3 separate regions of the Zea mays genome follow, and regions 1 and 2 are each linked to region 3. Evidence: chromatin contacts called from public Hi-C data. All regions are on one chromosome and are shown on one strand. Each heading gives the region's core, a stretch centred on a gene start, on an enhancer-like site or on the middle of the called end of the contact. The rest is flanking DNA. Distances are from core to core; before and after follow the strand shown.

Region 1 (3,827 bases), core at 636-3,135, 390 kb before region 3:
ATGCCCTAATGGAAGAAGGGCGAGATACATTGGGTGAAGTTGTCTAACCAGTAGAACATCATCCGCAGATATTTTTAATATTGAATATAAATTGTATATATGTATATACTTTTTTGTAAAATAAAAAATATAATCGTGTCGGGTCGGGCCACCACTATGGCCCGAGGCTACAGCCAAGCACGGCACGACGTTCTTGGCTCTTGCAAGCATTAGGTCGTAACCCATGCCCTAATGGAAGAAGGGCGAGATACACTGGGTGAAGCTGTCTAACCAGTAGAACATCATCCGCAGATATTTTTAATATTGAATATAAATTGTATATATGTATATACTTTTTTGTAAAATAAAAAAATATAATCGTGTCAGGTCGGGCCACCACTATGGGCCGAGGCTACAGCCAAGCACGGCACGACGTTCTTGGCTCTTGCAAGCATTAGGTCGTTTCTGAAATCATATTGGCACAATGGACTACATGGTGTTTGAGGTTGCTGAATTGGATGGAGCAACAATGATTTGTCACACTAACAGTAAAATGAAAGGTTATTTGTTGGTTTAAAACGTTAGTAATTGCTACGAAGTAGCATAATTTATATGGAGCGCATCCAGTTTTTATTTATGCCTGACTTTAGCAATCACTCCACATTTTGATCTATCTTTTTATCAGTTTGACTTCATGTGACTTATTTTAGAAACTTGAGCTCACAAACTTTTTCTTATTTGGTCTCTGTATGGTGGAATTATACCGTTTTATAATCTCTGTTCGTTCAGTCAGTCGTTGTGAACTCTTTTCTAATCGCTCACTTTATTGATCGTGTTGTACCAAGATATATTGCATGGAGTAAACAATAACATCAGTTAGCTAAATCAAAAAATATTATACAGAGAGCGAAGACAATCAATAAAAAATTTTGAGATCTTTTTTTTGAATAGTTTACGTGAGTATTGTTATAGGTCGTCGTAACGCACGGGCAACCGACTAGTATAATTTAGAGAGTAAGTTCATATTTATGGTTAGCCTCGTTGGCTCGATGAGCTGGCTCGTGAAGCAGAAGCGAGTCAAACTGAGCTGATTTTTCAGGCTCGTCAGAGGAAAGACCTGATTTACTTGATCAAGCCATAGCGAGTCGAGCTATTCTTATTTTGGCTCGTGAAAAGAGTGAGCCAGTTCGCACGGCTTACCTCGCCAACTCTAGGTGCATAGAGTGGGAGAAAGACCTTTATTGTGTGTGCGCGCTTTTGCCGCTCCGGTACAGAGAAAGCGGCTTAGAAGCCCAGCCAATTGTGCTCTGTTCGGTTACGAGCCAGAAATGAGGCCCATTGTTTATAGCGCTGCATTCAGCAACAACACACGGGCCAAGCAGGCCAACCTCACCAGCAGCCTAGCGGGAAGCAGCACAAGATGGGCTCGCCACCGAAACCGTGGTCTGGGCCGCGACTCTTTGTTTGCCAGCCACCGCGTTTTCTTCTCCAGTCCAGTCAGTTATGTTCGTTCAGTGCATGCTTCCCGTCGCATACGATTTGTTGTTTTCTTCATATAAACAGTAGGAAGACGCTTGCACTAGTTGTTTGCGTGACTTATCAGACGCCCAGACAGAGAAACATGTCCATGACCCACGAGAAAAGAATAATGCAGTTCAGAAAATTATACAAATATGAAAATCTTCATTATAATAAATACATACAGAAACGAAGAAAAAAAATGTGATCACCTTTATATTCTCAAAAAGAAAAGAAAACTATATACGGAAAAATGCCAAGCGACGAAAGACAACAGGCAAGCGCAAGCCCGCAAACCGCGGCTCGGCACCCACGCGCATATTCGCTCCGAATCCGGGGGTCCACGTCGACCAAACACTGCCAATGCCAAGTGAAGTCACCGCTCCACCACATATCAAGATCTCCCCCGGACCCACGATTCCTATTGTCACCACCCTCCCTCCCTCCCTGACACCGGGCCTCGCCCGCCGGAATCACACGAGCCACGAGCAGCGCGTCGCCCCGTCCGGGCCCCACCGGACACCGCCGTCGCCTTCCTCGTCTTTCTTCCCCGCCGAAGTCCGAACCATCTCGCGCCTCAACTTTCCCACGCGCGACTCGCACCTCCTACGCGCTTCTAGAACCAACGAAGCATTTGACACCCAGCTCAGCCCTCGCGCTCGCGCAAGCGCGGCAAGCCCGCCCTCCACCGGATAATAGTAATGATGGGCAAGGAAGAGACGCCGCCGGCCGACGGAGGCGGCGCATTCGCCTTCATCTCCAAGGGGTGGCGCGAGGTGCGGGACTCGGCGTCCGCTGACCTGCGCCTGATGCGCGCGCGCGCGGACTCCGTGCGCGCGCGCGCCGACCGCGAGCTCGAGCACCTCCTCGCGTCCGCGGCGTCGGCGCTCACGGGGCCCGCGCCCCCGCTGCCGCCCGTCGCGACGGGGGCGCCCATCGCGGAGGTCGAGTTCGTGCGCAGGCGGATCCAGCCCAAGATCCAGGAGCTCCGGAGGCACTGCTCGTCGCGGGCGCCCGACGCCCGGTGGCCGCCCGGGGCCGCCCCCGCCCCAGGCGCCAGCAGCCTCCGCATCGACCTCTCGGGGATCACCGCCATTCGCAACGCCATTGTGGCGGAAGGGGACCGCGGCGGTAGGTGGAGGGTCGCGCGGCGGAAGGGGGACCAGGACGAGGAGGGGAGGAAGGAGTGGGAGGTGGTTCGGGTGATACAGAGCGGCCTCAAGGAGTTCGAGCGCCGGAGCCTGTCCAGCGGCATATTTGCTGGATTCCGTGGCCGTGGCGAGTTTGTGGAGAAATTTAGGTTCGGCATGGTAAGTTTCAACCGTAGCTATTTGTTTAATAGGATGCTGCACTCGCGCTTGTTCTATCACTTATTTTGAAAATTGGAATGGAGTGACAAACAGCGCTTCAGCAGCAAAACATTGGCATCCACAGCAAGAAAATCTTAGGGATTTCTGTGCTAATCTCTTGACGTTGTTACACTACACATTTCAGTTTATTCATAATTTATCAGTACTAGCTGTCTAGCTCTAGCACACTGTTTGTGTAGGCATTTATTTCTGCATTGTAAGGTTTTCTATAAGCATCCATCCAGATAGTATATTTAAAAAATGTTACTGAAAAATCATCATGGGGTACTCTTTAGCTTAGCGATCACTTTATTAGCAGAGTACAAAATCTTATAGTTCAACTGTTTTGTTAGCATACAAGTATTTGGTGAATTTTGTCAGCAATTTGGTCTTGAACAATAAATGATGCTATCGAGTTATTGAGTACACTATGCTAGAGTTGTTGTCTGCTGTTGATGAAAGTATTACAGACTAATATGAATCCTTTTCTTCTCTTGCAGAAATCACTGAACAAGGGCTATCAGGAATCCAAGGTAATTCCATAGGAAACAATGGATAACAGCTGGAAATATTGTTTGTGTTGCAGATATAGAACAGCTAATGGTTGAATTTGGATACATTTTCCCTTTTCCTTATTCTGACGTAACTAGATTCCATTTGCATAGATTATATCATTTTTGCAAACTGCAAGCTTATACTAGATATACCTGCAGTACTTTGAGGACATAATTTGGTTTTGTAACTGTTCAACGCAGAAAAGTGACCGCGCGGACGGTCTGCGGTGGTGACGCGGACGGTCCGCGCGTGCGCAGAATCAGTTAGGCTTTCGAGTTTCTTGCGGGATTTGTTAGCTATATTTGTGGGATTAACTCGGGAAACGACTTGTAACGGGTCCAGACCTTCCCCTTTATATAGATGAAGTGCTACGGCCGATTGAATCCCACACAATCGATCAAATCAAGTCTATTTATCATTTTTACC
Region 2 (3,721 bases), core at 155-2,654, 270 kb after region 3:
ACATACAGTCTAACATCCTTCAGCAGTCGCAACGGGGGCACCACACACGATGAGACTGTAGTAGAAGCCGAAGGTAGAAGCCGACGAGTTGATACCCCTGCAATCGTAGCGTGATGAGGGTGTGAATGTTGCCGATGTGTGGACTTCGAGGAAATGATAGCCCCTGGATGCCGAGATAGCCGAAGTCGAGGTGGTCGTGGTCGGGAGACACGCAGCAGTAGCCTATTCTTTGGTAGGGGTCGATGTTCAAGCGTCAACGATCGGCTGGGCGACATAAAAATTAGCACCAGGGTGACCTTCTTGCTTCTTCGATCGTCTGGACGTCGAGGAGCCCCGCGGCAGCGCACGCGTCTGCACCGTTATGGTGGCCGCGCTCGCGATGGAATAGAAGGGGTAATGATGGATCCGGCCAGGAAGGCCACGACATCGACGGATCCAACCGGCAAGACGGCGATCCGGTTAAATAGACGACGGATCTAGCTGGGAAGGTAGACTCTATATTAAATGAGGTTGTACATGCCCTAATAACTTTATAAATCTAATTTATTCAGAGGCAAGGTAGTAGTATTATCTTTCCCAACGGATAGTTATCTGATCTGCCGTTCAGCTTGATCGATAACTTTATAAATCTAATTTATTCAGAGGCCGGCGGCAGCGCACACGTCTGCACCAGTAATGTTAGCCGCGCCTGTGGCGTAATAGAAGGGGTAACGATGGATCCGACCAGAAAGGCCTCGACATTGACGGATCCAGACGGCGATCCGGTCAAAGAGACGACGAATCTAGCCGAGAAGGTAGATCTCTCGAGAGAGTTCATATTAAATGATGTTGTACATGCCATAATAACTCTATAAATCTAATTTATTCATAGGCGAAGGTAGTAGTATTATCTTTCCCAGCGGATCGTTATCTGATCTGCCGTTCAGCTTGATCGATCCACGTCGTTTGATCTCGGCGAGCAGCACATGGCGGCTCTTCTTGTGTACAGGTCTCACTCTCTGCTACTTCAGTGCAAGGCGGAGTGAATGCACACAATAACGTGAGTATTGTGGGAACTACTTGTAGATGCAAACGATGTAAATCCACCTGCTCCACCAAGTGCCCGCCCGGCTCTATCCATTCCATTCGTCAACATGCAGGTTCAGACTGGCCCGTGCTGGACCAGTGAGCGGTGCCGGTGAACCCCAATGCAAGCGAAGCGAGTGACCATCGGGGAAGCCTCCCGTGCTGCCCCCACATGGCTTGCCTGAATGCCTCTCTCTCGCCGCAGTGCCCTCTCTCTCTCCTCCTCCTCTCCGTCGAAGGGCGTCACGAGAGCCCAGAGGGCATCCGAGGCCCCCACCCCACCCCTTCCTCCGTGTATATAAGCAGTGGCAGGGTGAGCGTCTCTCCTCAGACCACCACTGCGCCATTGGCCAGCTAGAGCCAACCAGAAGAGCTTGCAGTTACTGAGAGTGTGTGAGAGAGAGAGGATGATGGGTGGCAGCGGCAGGGCTGCTCTGCTGCTGGCCCTGGTGGCCGTGAGCCTGGCCGTGGAGATCCAGGCCGACGCCGGGTACGGGTACACCCCGACGCCGACGCCGGCCACCCCGACCCCGAAGCCGGAGAAGCCCCCCACCAAGGGGCCCAAGCCGGAGAAGCCGCCAAAGGAGCACAAGCCGCCCAAGGAGCACGGGCCCAAGCCGGAGAAGCCGCCCAAGGAGCACAAGCCGACGCCGCCCACGTACACCCCGAGCCCCAAACCCACGCCGCCGACGTACACTCCCACCCCGACGCCCCCCAAGCCGACGCCACCCACATACACTCCCGCCCCTACGCCCCACAAACCCACTCCCACTCCTCCGACGTACACCCCTTCCCCCAAACCTCCGACACCTAAGCCGACCCCGCCGACGTACACTCCAAGCCCCAAGCCACCGGCTAGCAAGCCTCCCACGCCCAAGCCGACCCCGCCGACGTACACCCCTTCTCCCAAGCCTCCGACACCTAAGCCGACCCCGCCTACGTACACTCCAAGCCCCAAGCCACCGGCTACCAAGCCTCCGACGCCCAAGCCGACCCCACCGACGTACACCCCTTCCCCCAAACCTCCGACACCTAAGCCGACCCCGCCTACGTACACTCCAAGCCCCAAGCCACCGGCTACCAAGCCTCCCACGCCCAAGCCGACCCCGCCGACGTACACCCCTTCTCCCAAGCCTCCGACACCCAAGCCGACCCCGCCGACGTACACCCCTTCCCCCAAGCCTCCGACGCCCAAGCCGACCCCGCCGACGTACACTCCAAGCCCCAAGCCTCCCACACACCCGACGCCCAAGCCGACCCCACCGACGTACACCCCTTCCCCAAAGCCTCCGACACCTAAGCCGACCCCGCCGACGTACACGCCTTCCCCCAAGCCTCCGACACCCAAGCCGACCCCACCGACGTACACTCCAAGCCCCAAGCCACCGGCTACCAAGCCTCCCACGCCCAAGCCGACCCCACCGACGTACACTCCCACACCGAAGCCGCCGGCCACCAAGCCGCCCACCTACACTCCGACGCCGCCGGTGTCTCACACCCCCAGCCCGCCGCCACCTTACTACTAGAAACCGATGCCTACCATACCACACTGCTGTCAGTCTCTGGAGCATTTAGGTACGTACTAATACTACGTACAACGGTACAAGAATGGAGCATGCAATATGCATGCACACTACATACATTTAGTATGCTTGTGTCAAATGTATCGTCAGTATCATACTGATCTCCTGGCATAGTCTGGCACTAACCATAGGCTCTCCTTTTCTTTTGTGTTGGGACAGGTGGTCTCGATCGATGGAAGAATTGTGTCCTAGCCAGCCGGCAAAGGTGACCTGCTGATGATGATGATGAGAGGCGAGTCCTACGCCCTAGTCCTACTACTACCCTCTTTGTGTGCTGCCATCCATCCGTCCCCGCTAGACGATCGAGGAGAGAATAACGCAGAGCTCTGTGCTCCCGGCCTCTGTCTTCTGCCGTCCCGGCCGTTTAATTTATAGTCTCTACTGTGTGTTCGTCCCATGTGTTTAGCAGCAGCAGCAGGTGTATTGTGCGGGTATGTAATGGTATTGCAACTATATTGGGTGTAAAACCATAATAAATGTGGAAAAAATGCAAGGAAAAAAGGCTTCTACTGTTTACACTTACTACCGTACCCCTTTCATTCGGTGACGTGACGTGACGACAGTAAAAAGACTGAAGGAGAGGCGCCCAAGGCCAACAGGGCCAAGGTGAGGTCGCGCTGCCGTGGTGCAGCAAAGCTTGGCTGCCAAAGTCTGCGGCCGGCGACGTGAGCTGTCAGTCACGCGGCTGCATGCTACGGTCTCGCTAGACGCGACGACGCCTATTGCCCATCCTCGCCCTGCTCTGCTGCAGCAGTGCAGCACCGTACCCATGCCATGCCTGAGTGAGTGACATGACACCACCGACTGCCCAAAGATTCAGGAGTGTACAAATGCGCTCCAGCTGCTCTGCTCTCACCTATACGGGACGGAAACACCCGTGTCAGTGGCGCAAAGGCTATACTAATAATAATGTATTGTTAGCACGTAGTACTATGACCGTAGTACTGCTAGCCTTAAGAGCAGAAGTGCATGCGACAGGAAGATGCATCCACCGTGTAGCGGCAGCAGCACAAAATCGAGATGCCCACAAATTACCTACCCGTAGCTACGGGAGTAGTAGTATTAGTAATTAA
Region 3 (4,228 bases), core at 1,080-3,579:
CTTAATTTAGTTGTTATAATTCTCGTTGTGTATTAGAAGGGAGCCTAGACTGGAAGGTCCTTTTGCATGTATGTTTTCTTTGTTCTAATGTTATATTTCACCACTTTGGTAGTTTATGCTACTATTGATTAGGCTCTAGAATTTGAATCCCCACTCTGGTCCGATCAAGCTTAACGCCCCAAGGATTTTCCTCAAGTTTGCTTCCCTTAAAGAAGTTTTGTTTCATATTCAGTTAGTTTCATGTTCTTTTGGTTGTGCGAATCTTGTAAGCTGGTAACCCCAGCCATAGCTTATGTGTGAGTTTAAACTATGTTTGTACACTTCTGGATATAGGACTTGACACATCTCTGCCTATCGATGGTCCTAGCACGGACCTGTTTCATGGGCTACTTGACCTGAATAATACTCTTCCATTCACAGCTTGTTCACTTACTGTAAAATGGCATGACCGCGAGATTGTCTTGTCGAGGTAAAAGTAAAACGCTCATGAGTTTGTGTTGCCAACTTGCCATCCACAAGACATCTTCGAACCACTGGATAGCCTTGGGGCCTGGCCGGACGGCTTCCTCTGACGTGAAGAAGGCTCGAAGCTGGCAACAGTGCCGCTGCAGGAAGGAGCCAATTCTATACTTCTGTATATGATTGCAGGTGTTAGTCATCGCCTTGTAAGATGCTTCGTGCGGAAGACTGCATTTTAGCATCTCATGTAGTAGGAATAGTAGAACCAAGAGAGGTTAGCAGATGACTTTTCAAATCCCGTCGTAAGCTACTATTTGTCATTTCCATGTTGTTATGCAATGTTACAATGTACGTGTAGTGACGTTGTGAAGACAGCCTTATAAAAGAAATTTATCTATAGAACACTTCAGATTTTTTGTTGTTCAGTATATTTGATTATTTTCTTCATACCTGAAGCGTTTCTTCGTGTTCGCACCGTTATGGCTATGGCAGCCTCTATCTTTAAATCGTAACACAATCTTAGATGATATCCGACCAGGTGAGTTGGCCAGTATACAGTACAATCCTCCATTCAGTTATAAGATTAAGCTTGTTATGTGTATTGTATACTACAATCCTCCATTCAGTTATAAGATTAAGCTTGTTATGTGTATTTTATTCTGTCAGACTCCTATTTTTTATCGACCAAGCAGAAAAGCGCCATATTTAATTTGTGTACCATGTTATAGAGAAGTAAACGATGCCTTTAGATGACATTCATTTACATGTCATTTATATGTAGCCTTTACTAACTAAAACATGTTATTTAACAGTTTTGACAAGGAATCAAATGTGAACATTCATCAAGCACATTAACACATTTATTTAACAATTCTAACAAAGGAAGCAATCGGCTATGAACATTCATCATGCACAATGCTAATGGGAATATGATCTTGAGAGTGAGCGGATTGGATGTCGAAGTCGTCAGGGAAGGAGGCAGTGCGTTCTATATCCTTTACATTTGAGTTAGTATTTAAATCTTTATAACTGAACTATGTCGACTTATCTTCATAATTAATATTGCTCTAAAGATTTAGAATGAGTTTCAATAACTAATTTATTTAAACTATATATATATCGTAAATGTGATGTAGTATCTATGTATTATATATACTTGCTAAATGTTTTTGCCTATTTTGTCTATGCTACTATTTCTTCTATATCCATCCTCCATTTGCCACTTATCAATGGTTACAAACCAATGAAGTGAGCCTCTGTGCATGCTTAAGTATGCAATAATGCCACCGACGACGCAGCAGAAAGCGCGTATAAATAATAGACATCAGTTTACTTTATCTGAGTCGATATATTTATAACAGTATTACATATTTATATCGTCAATATAATATTAGGTTACATAATATTAGTGTTACGATGATATTTTTGCCACACAGATTTTGCATATCATAAAGATATTTTCGTTCTGTATTTATATTTTATACTAATGTTTAAATTCTGTGGCAACGCACGGGCACAAACCTAGTATATATATAATCCTATTGCACGGCCTTGCGTTGCTGGCATGCCAGTCGGACAGGCAGCGCAAACACACAAAACCATGAAAGGCAGAGCGGAACCGGACGCTTCCAAATGGAGTCCGCAGGGCAGGACGAGTTCTCCGCCGTCCCGCGCGTGATACCACTTCCGGCGTATAGAAAATTGCACCGGCCCGGCCACGCGGAGGCGAGCCGAGTCCACTGCCCAAGTGAGTGCCGCTGCAGCTGGCAGCTGCCGTCCGTAAAAAATAAAAATAAAAAAGCACCGCGCTCCCTCCCTGCCGCCGTAAAACCCACACGTCCCTTTGACTTGGCCTCCCTCGCCTCTGCCTGCGGATTTTTGGAGGCGGAGCTCAGCTCACACGCACTCCTCCCGCTCCCGCCCCCTTGCGCCTTCGCTCATGTTGAACCACTCCCATTCCCGGCCCGACTCCCGCTCCCCCTTCCTCCACCACGGCCACGTCCACGCCCACGCCGCCGCCGCCGACACGGAGCACCTGCACCGGGCGCAGGGGCCGATGGACCCGCCGTCGTCGTCGGGGCGCCCCACCACGCCGCGCCGGCAGCTGCAGGGCCCGCGCCCGCCCAGGCTCAACGTCAGGATGGAGTCGCACGCCATCAAGAAGCCCTCGGCCTCGGGGGCTCCGCCGGCGCCCGGGCAGGGGAGGCCGCGGGACCACCACCACCACCACCCGCAGCCCGGGCGCGCGCCCGTCATCATCTACGACGCGTCGCCCAAGGTCATCCACGCCAAGCCCAGCGAATTCATGGCGCTCGTGCAGCGGCTCACGGGCCCCGGCGCGCAGGCGCAGCACGAGCGCCACGTGGCTGACGACGACGCCACCGCCAACGGCGGCGGCGTGCTGGGGCAGGCGTTCCTCCCCCCCGAGCTGCTGCTCTCGCCGTCCGCCGCCATGTCCCCGGCCGCGCGCCTCGCGACCATCGAGCGGTCCGTGCGCCCCGTGCCCGCGCCGGCGCCGGCGCCGGACTACGCCGCCGACGGCACCCTCGCGGCGGTGCTCGGCCCCGCGAGGCACCCCGGCATCCTGTCCCCGCTGCCGTCCTCGCTGCCGCCGGCCGCCGCGTCGGGCCTGTTCTCGCCGCTGCCCTTCGACCCCAGCAGCGTCAGCTGGCTCAACGAGCTCAGCCCCATCCTCCGGGCAGCGTCCACGGCCAGCGTCGGCGCCGCTGGCCCAGGCGCCACGGCCAACGGCGGGTCCCGGCAGCCGCCGCCGCCGGCCTACTACTCCGACCCGTTCGTCCCCAGCCCCCGCAACCTGCTCGCCACGCCCACCGTGCCGTCGCCGGCCACGTGCGCCGAGTTCTTCGGCAGCCTGCCGGATCTTTAGCTCGCCGCCCCACATCGGCCGGCGCCGCTTCCGTCCAAGACAGATGCAGCAGCGGCCGAAACTTTTGCGGCATTTTTCCACGCCCTTTCCCTACATGACTCTCTTCTGGCGGGTGGGGGCGAGTTGGTGGGGCCGGAACTGGTGCTATTTGATTAGTGCAGATGCAATGCTGAAAGTTTTCAGGTGGCAGTAGTAGTAGTGAATGAATGACTACTAGAAGCAGCCGGCCGGACAGCGCGGCCCTTGTTTATTTCTTCTTTTCCACTGGATTTACACCCCTTGTGTAGGCCAAGGAAGTGATTATTGTTTCTTCAATGGATGATTTGTTAATTCTTTTAGCTTGGTGATGATGCTGTTATCATTGTGTCATGCTGACATGGTGCGTTGTTACCGAACTCACAAACCTGCAGTCCCTACTCGTGGGCTGTCGCCCCAAATCTAAAGCCAACTAATGCATCTAATACAAAAGGGCACAGAAGTCAGAAGATACTTCCTCATATAACAAACATGGGTCCATCTTCAATTTCAAGTAAGGTGTTTTATCTAAAACTTATTAGATTTGCTTACTAGATTCCTTTTGAAAACAAAAACTTTCATTTTTTAAACTTTGTATCTAAAAATGTTAACCAGAGATTTAATAAGTATATGACTTGGGATAGACTTAGATTCGTGATGGAGGATCCCTAATCAAGTCGAATCTTTTCTCTCCAAGAATATTTCGACGGCAAATATAGATATTTATATGTTTATGTGATGTGTCGAACTTGTTGTCACACCCGGGTTTTAGGGGCACCAAACACGGGCGCGAACTTATCACCAAATGTGATAGGATTAAGTCTCACACATATGATGACTCATGATACAGAAACGAATATCACTTCA

The links. A called contact is a pair of places that touch in the nucleus more often than the background predicts.
Region 1: a contact with region 3 is called in a Hi-C map of bundle sheath, with 2.6 times the contacts expected there. The contact joins the promoter of LOC103646485 here to the promoter of LOC100281832 in region 3. A contact is called at or near these places in 2 of 25 Hi-C or Micro-C datasets (bundle sheath and leaf mesophyll).
Region 2: a contact with region 3 is called in a Hi-C map of bundle sheath, with 2.1 times the contacts expected there. The contact joins the promoter of LOC542371 here to the promoter of LOC100281832 in region 3. A contact is called at or near these places in 5 of 25 Hi-C or Micro-C datasets (bundle sheath, ear, leaf and 2 more).

Annotation. Positions count from the first base shown.
Region 1 is chr2:57,367,986-57,371,812 of Zm-B73-REFERENCE-NAM-5.0, reverse strand. It overlaps LOC103646485 (digalactosyldiacylglycerol synthase 1, chloroplastic), which reads left to right and starts at 1,885. Exons shown (of 7, transcript XM_008671211.1): 1 at 1,885-2,807; 2 at 3,347-3,379. The coding sequence starts at 2,199.
Region 2 is chr2:56,707,768-56,711,488 of Zm-B73-REFERENCE-NAM-5.0, reverse strand. It overlaps LOC542371 (extensin), which reads left to right and starts at 1,404. Exons shown (of 2, transcript NM_001111947.2): 1 at 1,404-2,640; 2 at 2,808-3,170. The coding sequence starts at 1,473. The coding sequence ends at 2,591.
Region 3 is chr2:56,975,215-56,979,442 of Zm-B73-REFERENCE-NAM-5.0, reverse strand. It overlaps LOC100281832 (VQ motif family protein), which reads left to right and starts at 2,329. Exons shown (of 1, transcript NM_001154752.2): 1 at 2,329-3,691. The coding sequence starts at 2,399. The coding sequence ends at 3,346.